Linked DNA regions of Mus musculus: all the other regions are linked to region 2. Evidence: chromatin contacts called from public promoter capture Hi-C data. All regions are on one chromosome and are shown on one strand. The core of a region is the stretch at or near the end of the contact, and the rest is flanking DNA. Distances in the headings are between cores, read along the strand shown. Region 1 holds the start of Ppp1r26 (protein phosphatase 1, regulatory subunit 26). Region 2 holds the start of Vav2 (vav 2 oncogene). Region 3 holds the start of Tmem250-ps (transmembrane protein 250, pseudogene).

Evidence for each region. Promoter capture Hi-C pulls out the DNA fragments that hold promoters and counts their contacts. Capture Hi-C pulls out chosen DNA fragments and counts their contacts.
Region 1: a contact with region 2 is called in a promoter capture Hi-C map of embryonic stem cells, with 3 times the contacts expected there. The contact joins the promoter of Ppp1r26 here to the promoter of Vav2 in region 2. A contact is called at or near these places in 1 of 39 promoter capture datasets (embryonic stem cells), 1 of 484 Hi-C or Micro-C datasets (embryonic stem cells) and 1 of 115 datasets of contacts at active chromatin or transcription factors (embryonic stem cells).
Region 3: a promoter capture Hi-C map of liver shows a contact between it and region 2, with 2.8 times the contacts expected there. The contact joins the promoter of Tmem250-ps here to the promoter of Vav2 in region 2. A contact is called at or near these places in 1 of 39 promoter capture datasets (cranial neural crest), 1 of 115 datasets of contacts at active chromatin or transcription factors (pancreatic cancer cells) and 2 of 9 other capture datasets (liver and pancreatic islet).

The regions. Positions count from the first base shown.
Region 1 is chr2:28,445,473-28,448,194 of GRCm38.p6, reverse strand. Ppp1r26 (protein phosphatase 1, regulatory subunit 26) reads right to left here and starts at 1,349. Exons shown (of 4, transcript NM_001005420.2): 1 at 1,299-1,349; 2 at 213-310.
Region 2 is chr2:27,426,355-27,429,054 of GRCm38.p6, reverse strand. It overlaps Vav2 (vav 2 oncogene), which reads left to right and starts at 1,447. Exons shown (of 28, transcript NM_009500.2): 1 at 1,447-2,700. The coding sequence starts at 2,576.
Region 3 is chr2:26,138,967-26,141,848 of GRCm38.p6, reverse strand. It overlaps Tmem250-ps (transmembrane protein 250, pseudogene), which reads left to right and starts at 1,343. Exons shown (of 2, transcript NM_001256521.1): 1 at 1,343-1,710.

The DNA.
Region 1 (2,722 bases), core at 100-2,599, 1.0 Mb before region 2:
GGATCAGGAGTTCAAGGCTAGTACTGGTTCCTTATCTAGTTCAAAGACAGTATCTGGGCTACTTGATGCTGTCTCAACCCACCAAAGTAAACACAACAAAAAGTGCTTTCCCCGTTGGGGCAGGGCAGGGTGGGATGGGGTGAGTAACATTAATATCTTAACATGACAGCAGGTGCAGAGCCGAGGGAATAAATCAGTTTATTTCCACTCACCTGCTCACAGCTTATAACGATGGACCCAGAACTGAGCTCCTCTGACAGTCTTAATGGTTGTTGGTCCAGCTACCTGGTCAATCTTGGGAGCTGTCACTCTGGAGAACCATGAACTTCACAGTTAGAAATGTGAGCTGAAGCCAGAATTGGGGCTTTAAACTGGAGGCTCTGGGAATCAGGTTTCCAGGGTGGTTGTGGGTACAATCATCACCCCTCTCTGCCCCCCCCCCCCCAGCATGGACTCTGCACTTAACTTATGATGTAGAGGGCCCTGTACTCCAACTTAAAGTGGGTGTGGGTAAGATTTGGTCCTTAGGAGCCAGAGGTGCTGACAAGATTCGGCCCCCAGAAAAATTGTTGTGACTGCCAATCCCTGTGCACAGTGCTGGAAGCAAGGGGAGACAGATCCCCCTGCTGCCTGAGTACTGACTGCTCTTCTCACTGTCTGAGAGGGAGCCGCAGTCTGGTCTTCAGCAGGTTAATGCCAACCCTTCTCCAGTCAGTGGCAGGGCCTCCGGCTGGTCTGTGCCCCCATCCATCCATCCCCCCCGAGTAATTTTCTGGGATCCCAGGCTTAGGGAATCCGGGAGTCTCGAAGCTGTTCGTGGCAGGTCGAGAAGGCAGCCTTGAAGGCCAGGCCGGCCTCAGTGACCGGGAGCCCGCCCCTCACCTGAGCCACACCTGGGCCCGCCCGGCGCCCGCTGGCTCTCGAGGAACGCAGGGCGCAACAAGCGCCAGGCATCCGCGAGAGGCGCCTCCCGGGGGCCGGGACCCTCTCCCGTGATAACACCAGCCTCAGCCACCAACCCGATCCGGACCCTGCACGCCGCGGCCTGCACCACGAAGCCAGCCCAGCTGCCCGCCCTGCGCCCCGCGTCCCGGGAGGCGCCGGGCCCGGAGAGCGGGGAAGCACGGACACTCCCGCCCCGCCCTCCCTCGGTCGGGCGCCCGCAGCCACCGCGGAGTCCCGCGGGGACTCAGGGGCCCGGCGCGCCGTGGGAGCGCGGGAAAGGAGGGCGGGGCCGGCGCGGCGAGGGGCGGGGCGACCCCCACCCCCCACCCCGGGCCGTCTCTCCCGCCACCTACCCGCGGCGGCGGCGACCGCGCTCCGGAAGCCGTGCCCGGTGGCTGGGCATCATGGGAATGGCACGGCCGAGTTCCGGGGGAGGCGCGCGGCCCGGCCGGACCCCCGCCCGCGAGAGCGCGCCCACCTGCACTGCGAGCGCCCGCGCTCGGACACGCACGGCGCGCGGGAGGAGCGCATGGGGCAGCTTGGAAACGGCCGCGGCGCCCGCGGGACTCGGAGCCTGCGCGGGGACCCTCCTTGTCCTCCCACCCGGGGCCTGGCGCAGCTCCGGGCGCCGAGAGCGTGCGCAGCCCAGGGGTTCAGGAGGTCGCGCGCGTCGGCAAGTTGGCCACGGCGAGAGGCGTGGCCGTGAAGAGAAGGAGGGCGGCCGGACCCTCGCACATACCTTCTTTTTGGTCCAGATCCAGTGGCCCCCGCGTGCCTGGCATCTGCTCACAGTTGCCCTTCCTATCCTCAAACACAGCAAAGGTGTGCTTCCTTGCCTGCAGTTTGCACCCAGCTCAAGATTGTGCTTAGTTTGCCTGCTCTGGACACCGCGGGGCCTTCTGGGCTACCCAAGTCCCTTTACATTGTAGAACGCTTCTATATGTCTATGCACAATGCCCCCTCTCCCCACTTTAGCCAGATCTTAGAGTGTGCTTAAAGATAGGAACCCTGAGGCTGAGGAGAACTAAGCAACAGGAGTCATGCAGGGTGACCTTGCTCCACATTCACACCAGTGGTCTTAGGAACAGGTGGGATAGGACTAGCTTCCGCCAACGCGGTCAGGATTATACAGTGGAATTTCTTGGCTCTGTGGCACACTGTATGTGATGTCGGAAATCTCCCTAGTTTTCTTTTACTTTTTAGACATGTCTGGAGATTCTGTATTGATCATGTCAGGGAACAAGCCAGGCTCACCCCCGGCCCTAGGCACTCACCCTGTCTGATAAGGCAGAGGAAATGATTAGAGAGTGCCAGGGATCTGACAGGAGAAACCCCTAGAGACTTGTTATATAAATGAGCCTGACCTCAAACTTACACAGATCCACTCGCCTCTGTCTTCAGAGTGTTGGGATTAAAGGCAAGTGCCATCACACCTGGCCTGAGTTTTTGTCACTATGAAGTAATATTATGAACATTTAGAGAGAATTACACAACCAATAATACCATCACCAAGATGTAGCTGTAGGCCTATTTTGGAATGCTTTTAGTGTTGTGAGAAACACCTTTGGGTGTCCCTGAAGCCACTCTGTGTATGTCTCCTGGTCTAATGCCTAGAAGACAGTAGTCTGCTTGGGAGAGATGCGAGGTGCTGACACTTGGCAGGTGCCCTTCAGAGATGAGGACTGTTTGGTTATTTTCTACTGCTGTGAAGAGACACCATGACCAAGGCAACTTATAGAAGAAAGAGTTTATTAAGCTTACGGTTTCAAAGGGTGAG
Region 2 (2,700 bases), core at 198-2,697:
GGAGTTAACATCAGAGTCCATAAAAGAATACGCTGTAGCTGACCAGCTCATGACTGGGAAGACAGAGATGTTTAGTTCCGTTATGATGTAGAACTGCCTCTGGACGAGGCCTGGCTCTCCATAGCCATGCTTGCCCCTATCCCGTAAGAGCTCCCAGGAGACCTGCTACCCCTTTCCAGGGGCATTCTTCTCTGAAGCCTCGTGCATGGTTAGTTGGTGGCCCACTTCCCACATCCCAGACATGTGGCTGGGGTTGACAGTTCCTACCTCAGGGTTTCGTCTGCTCAGTTCACTGCAGAGCTCTGGTATTCAGCACAAGTGGCTTTCAGTGGTGCTCATGACCAAAGTGGGGAGGTACACTTCTCTTGGACACTTCCAGAGGGCAATCCTGGTGAACAGTTCTGGGCTGAGAGAATGGGTGAGGAGAAAGATCCCCTTTACCAGTCCTCCGCATGTTTGTTTTGAGCTCGTGAACTCTGACCTACACATGCACAACAGACACCTGGAATACTTCCCACCCAGCTTTTCTTCATTCATCCTTTCTATTATTTCCGAGATGAGTGATGTCCCCACTAGCCAGATAAGGAATTGGGTACCAGAGAGTTCTGCTGGTGCCAGGAGGCCTGGATCTTCTGACTTGGAGGACTGACATGCTAACTCCACTATATGCTCTGCACTACAGCCCCTCAAAGACAGACAGACCCCTCTTTTGTAGCATCTAGGCTGTCAGCTGATGCCATTGCCCTCAAGACCACCAGGGGGCAGCAGACGAACGCTTGATTGGATGGCAAAATTCGTTTGTCCTAGACCTGGTCTTAGCTTCTGATGAGGCAGGAAGGCTGGAGTGCTGGGAGCACAGAGGCCTCTTTTCTGTGAGAGAGCTCCCTGGGTACACACGCCAAGGCATGAATGCAGCAGCATTTAGCAGGGTGCTTTGCTTTCAGCTTTGCAATCTCCTTTCTTTCCTTCTTTCTTTTTCCTCCCTTTGGTGCAGGGTGTTGAATGACTCTTAGGGAGATGCTGGAGGGTCTGCCTGTAGCCCTGTGCTTTGGACGATTTAACCCCCAGTCCGCAGGAGGTCCTTCCCCTGAAGCTATTCAGAGGTGAAGTAGAGGGGCTGAAGGCTCTACCTGGCTTCTCTGCCGGATCTCTAGGATTAGGGTTCATGCTTCCTCCTTAGGTGGGGCAGGTGATGGGACTTCCTGCAGAGAGAGGCCTTTCTGGGAGGGACTTCCCTGGGTGCAGGGGACAGATCTGTCATCCTTCCCTGGCCCAGGTAAACTGAGAGAGGCAGGGGCTGACAGAACACCGCCCACAAAAGCTCGGCTCTTGGAAACTGGTCACTTTCCTCTCTTCTAGCTCCCTTTCATGACACCAGTCTCATAGAAGACTTGGCTTTGTGGGGTTCCCTTCTTCTTTACCAAGAACCCACAGCTCCTGATACTGTCCAGAGCAAATTAATTTTAATCACAAAAATCAGTTATTTATGCTTTTGAAGTCCCTCCCACTGTCACAATGTCCTCAGGACACAACACGGTCTATCTCTCCAGCACCTCCCACTAGACAATCAAGGGGGCTGAAAGTGAAGGATTTTTTTCCCCCTCTCTCCGTTATTGTGGAGGCGGAGTGTCTTGCGGACCCTGGCAAGGACAGAGGACTGGAAGAGGCCATAGGGGCGTAGGGTGTGTAGGCCAGCCTGGTTCGCGTTCTGGGGTCTATCTTTGCCGAAAGACCCTGCAAGGGCACCCAGCGTTACCGCGGTCATCTTCTAGTCTCTTCTGCCGTGCGGCGGCCTCATCGCACCGCAAGAAAGACCTCCAGCCTCCACGTGCACCTAGGGAAAGTCGTGGGCGGGGAGCCTGCTCAGGAGCCCCGCCTTCCTCAACTTTCGCTGGCGGCCCAGGGGCAGGAAGTGGGAGGACGGGTTGGAGGCGGTGCTTGGGTCTCCGGGGAGGTGCCGGGTGAAGGTGCCAGCTCCGCCCCCGGCCCCGCCCGGCCGTGGCCGCGCCCCCTGCACCCCCAGCGCCTAGGAGCCGCGGAGCCTCGGAGTCCCAGTGCCCCGCGAGTGGCGTAGAGCCCGCGGGCCCGGCGAACAAAGCGACGGTGGAGCGAGCAGCTCAGGCGCCGGACGCAGGGAGCGAGCGACCCGCTGCGCCTTTGTCTCGGGTGGGGCAGGAGCGGTGGCCGAAGCGGGGCGCCCGGAGCTCAGAATGCGGCGCCCAGAGGGGCGGATCGAGAAGCGCTGCGACTGCAGGAGGCGTGGAGCCCCGGCCGGAGCACGAGCGGACTTGTGTGTGTGAAAGAGGGACCCCGCACGCTGCCCCGCGAGCGCCGGTTGGCCGCACGTGGGCGGGAGCGGCGGCCGGCTAGTAGCCCGAAGAGGAGGAGGAGGAAGAGGAGGGCCGTGCGGCCGCGCAGCGGGGACCCGGGGCCGCCTGCGCGAAGCCCCGCCCCGGCGGCCGAGCCCCGCGCGGGCGGGCGGGATGCCCCGCGGTCACCGCACTTTGGCCGGAGCGCTACCCTGAGCCAGCTGGCCAGCGGCCGCAGCGGCGAGCGCACAGGCGCCGCGGGCGCCATGGAGCAGTGGCGGCAATGCGGCCGCTGGCTCATCGACTGCAAGGTCCTGCCGCCCAACCACCGCGTCGTGTGGCCCTCGGCGGTGGTCTTCGACCTGGCGCAGGCGCTGCGCGACGGCGTCCT
Region 3 (2,882 bases), core at 94-2,593, 1.3 Mb after region 2:
TAGAGGCCAAGAGCTGTCAGCAGCAGCTACCTGCCCAACCTCAGAGGGAGAGAGCCTCAAAGTCAGAGGTGTAGAGGACTCTGAGGGCTCTTACAGGAGCAACAGGGCTGAACAAGTGGAAAGGGACAGAGGGACAGAAAAAGTAGAGAAACTGGACATCTCTAGTAGGGACAGAACCAAGGGGGGAGCTAAAGGAGGGGACGATCAAGAAAACAGAAGATCATCACTCCAGGGTGACAGAAACTCAGGCCAGGGGAGGAAATGCTTCTTATTGTTTCGAGACAGGGTCACATAGTCCAGGGGCTCCAGTTGACTTAGACTTATTGTAAGCATTACTTCTGTGTGCATGGTGTGTGTGTGTGTGTGTGTGTGTGTGTGTGTGTGTGTAAGTCAGAGGGCAACAGGAGGGCATCAATTTTCACCTTTGTTATGTGGGTACCAAGGATTGTTAATTTGGTGGCAAGTGCCTTTACCCACAAGCCATCTCACTGACCCAAGATGTGTTTGACATACTCTCACCAAGAAGACCTGGCTGGCATAGAACTTACAGAGATCCGCCTGCCTCTGGAGTGCTGTGATTAAAAGAGAGTATAATGACATATGGCACATTCACTTATTTTTACATCTATTCATTCATTTGTGGGCTGTACTGGCAGGATGTGCACATGCCACTGCCTGTAGCTGCTCTTGGTCTTGCGTGGGCTGGGGCCTCCAAGTGTTCCCTGTGAAGTGCAAAGGTGCCTTGCAGCCAGCCCTAGGTTCCCCTTTCCTGCAAAGGGTCTGTTTCTCTTCCCTGGGAGCCTGCATTTGACGCCTGGGTAAGCAGGAGGGTCAATGTAGGATAACCCTGTAAGGCTACTTTCCGGTCCGTCATGGGATGATGGCCTGACCCAACCTTCTCTCCACATCCTAGCAACAAACGCACACATCAACTTTTAACTGAAACCTACCACACCTGCTTGCAGGAACCTGGCAAGGTCATTTAGACCGGTGACACACCAGCTTAACTCTTTCTTTTGGCGCTTCCAGGATCCTTGTGCTCTACAGCGAGTACCCCTAAAGCACGAGATCGCTTCATCTGCAACCGTCACTGCTCTCTGGGTGCCAGCGGCGCGCGTTGGGACACAGGAAAAACTCCACCGCACCACCAGAAAGGAGACAAGCTCACACCACAGCGAGAAAGCCCCTCCCACACTCGCGCACGCGCACTGACACGGAGAGGACCAGCCTCCTCGCCCTTAGTTCTCCCATCTGCGCCTGCGCGGGAGAGCTAAACTCACGCTCCGGCTGAGGCCGCGGGCCAATGACGTCACGGTCGGCTCACGGCGCGCGCACGCTAGTGCGCGTCCTCGGATAATGAGGAATTCCTGGATGCTCCGCGCGGGCCCGCGGTGGGCGCTGCGAGGCTTCACCGTGTCGTCGCGGGCGGAGGGGGCGTGAAGACCGTGCTACGGTGGCCGCCGAGGGACAACACTACGGCTCCCACGCTGGGACAAACGCCTCGGGCCCGGCCCGGGAGCGCCCTCCCCTCCGGGCCAGAGCCAGCCGGGGGCAACTGAAGGGCCGCGCGAAGCGACCCCGTCCTCGGCGGCATGTGCCCGCCTTGGCGTCGCACCCCCGGGGCACAAGCTCAGCCGCAGGCCCGGTCCCCAGCACCGTCGGCCCGCCGCATGGTTCCGGACACCGGCACCGCCACGGAGAGGGCACCGGGTGAGCCGCCGAGGACGGGCGGGGACCGGCCACGGACCTAAGGGCCGTCTCCACGGCAACGGCGCCCCGACACCGGAAGTGGCGCCCGCAGAAAACGCGGGCTGAGGGCCGGGGTCGCGCGTAGCCTATGGCTAGTGAGGGTCGTATCTCCACGCGCCGAGTTAGCGGGCCTTGGAGAGCTGGATGTCCTGCTCTAGGGTCCCGTGCTCAGAGACGCGTGCCCCGCGCCGGGCCGCGCCATGGCATGCACCTCCACCCGAGTACACCTGCTGCAGACCGCATCCCCCTCCTGTGCGGTGTCCAGTGACACGCCTGAATGAGGCCATTGCCCTGTCTAGCTGGGTAAAACATAGCTAAGCCTCCCCGGCTCGGGACAGGTTTCCTCCCACTGCGCCTCGGCCGCAGCTGCGCTGGCGGCCATTTGCTCAGGACCTACGGCGGTGACAGAAGCCGTTGGAGTGGAAGTCGCAAAAGCCTGTTGGCGATGTTGCCCTGTCCTGTTACCAACTTTTGGTCTCTAGTGTCCCATAGTTTGAAATTTAGTGTTTTTTTTCCCCCATATGCAAATTAACATAGGCTGCTGCGAATGACAATTGCTTGGTGAAACAAGGAACCACACGCCATTTCTCCTCTCTGTGTCCCAGTTTGGAGAACTCTGACACTATGTCCAGCCTAGATAAGCCAGTAATGCTTTTGTTGTGTACAGGCAGCCCCAGGGAAGAGGTCTTGGTGCCTCAATTTACGGAGCAAGATCAGTGGGAGGTGAGATGGTAACCTGCCAAAATAATGCCAAAGTTCAGGCCCAGCAAGTAACCTTAGGGGCTTGCTATGTGGACACCCCCTTCATCCCAGTCCTCTTGTGACTCTGCATGGAGTGTCCTTGAAGGGGACTGTTATAAGTCACTATGGAAGTAATGGGGAGTACTGGGCAACCAGTAGCCGGGTGTGTGGGTCTTCAAGAAACTAAAGAGTGAGCTTAGCTAGAGCACTACTGTCCCCGTTTTATCCCTGGCAGTCCTAGGGACCCTCTCCCGGCCGGCGGCTGCTGAGGGGCATAGTTACTGTTGCTTTCCTCTCCCAGCACTGGGAGGTAGAATGTTAACCATTGGCCTGCACAGGCTGAGGACTCATGAAAAGAGTCAAAAGTGCATCCTTGGGTTGCAACTGAGTTA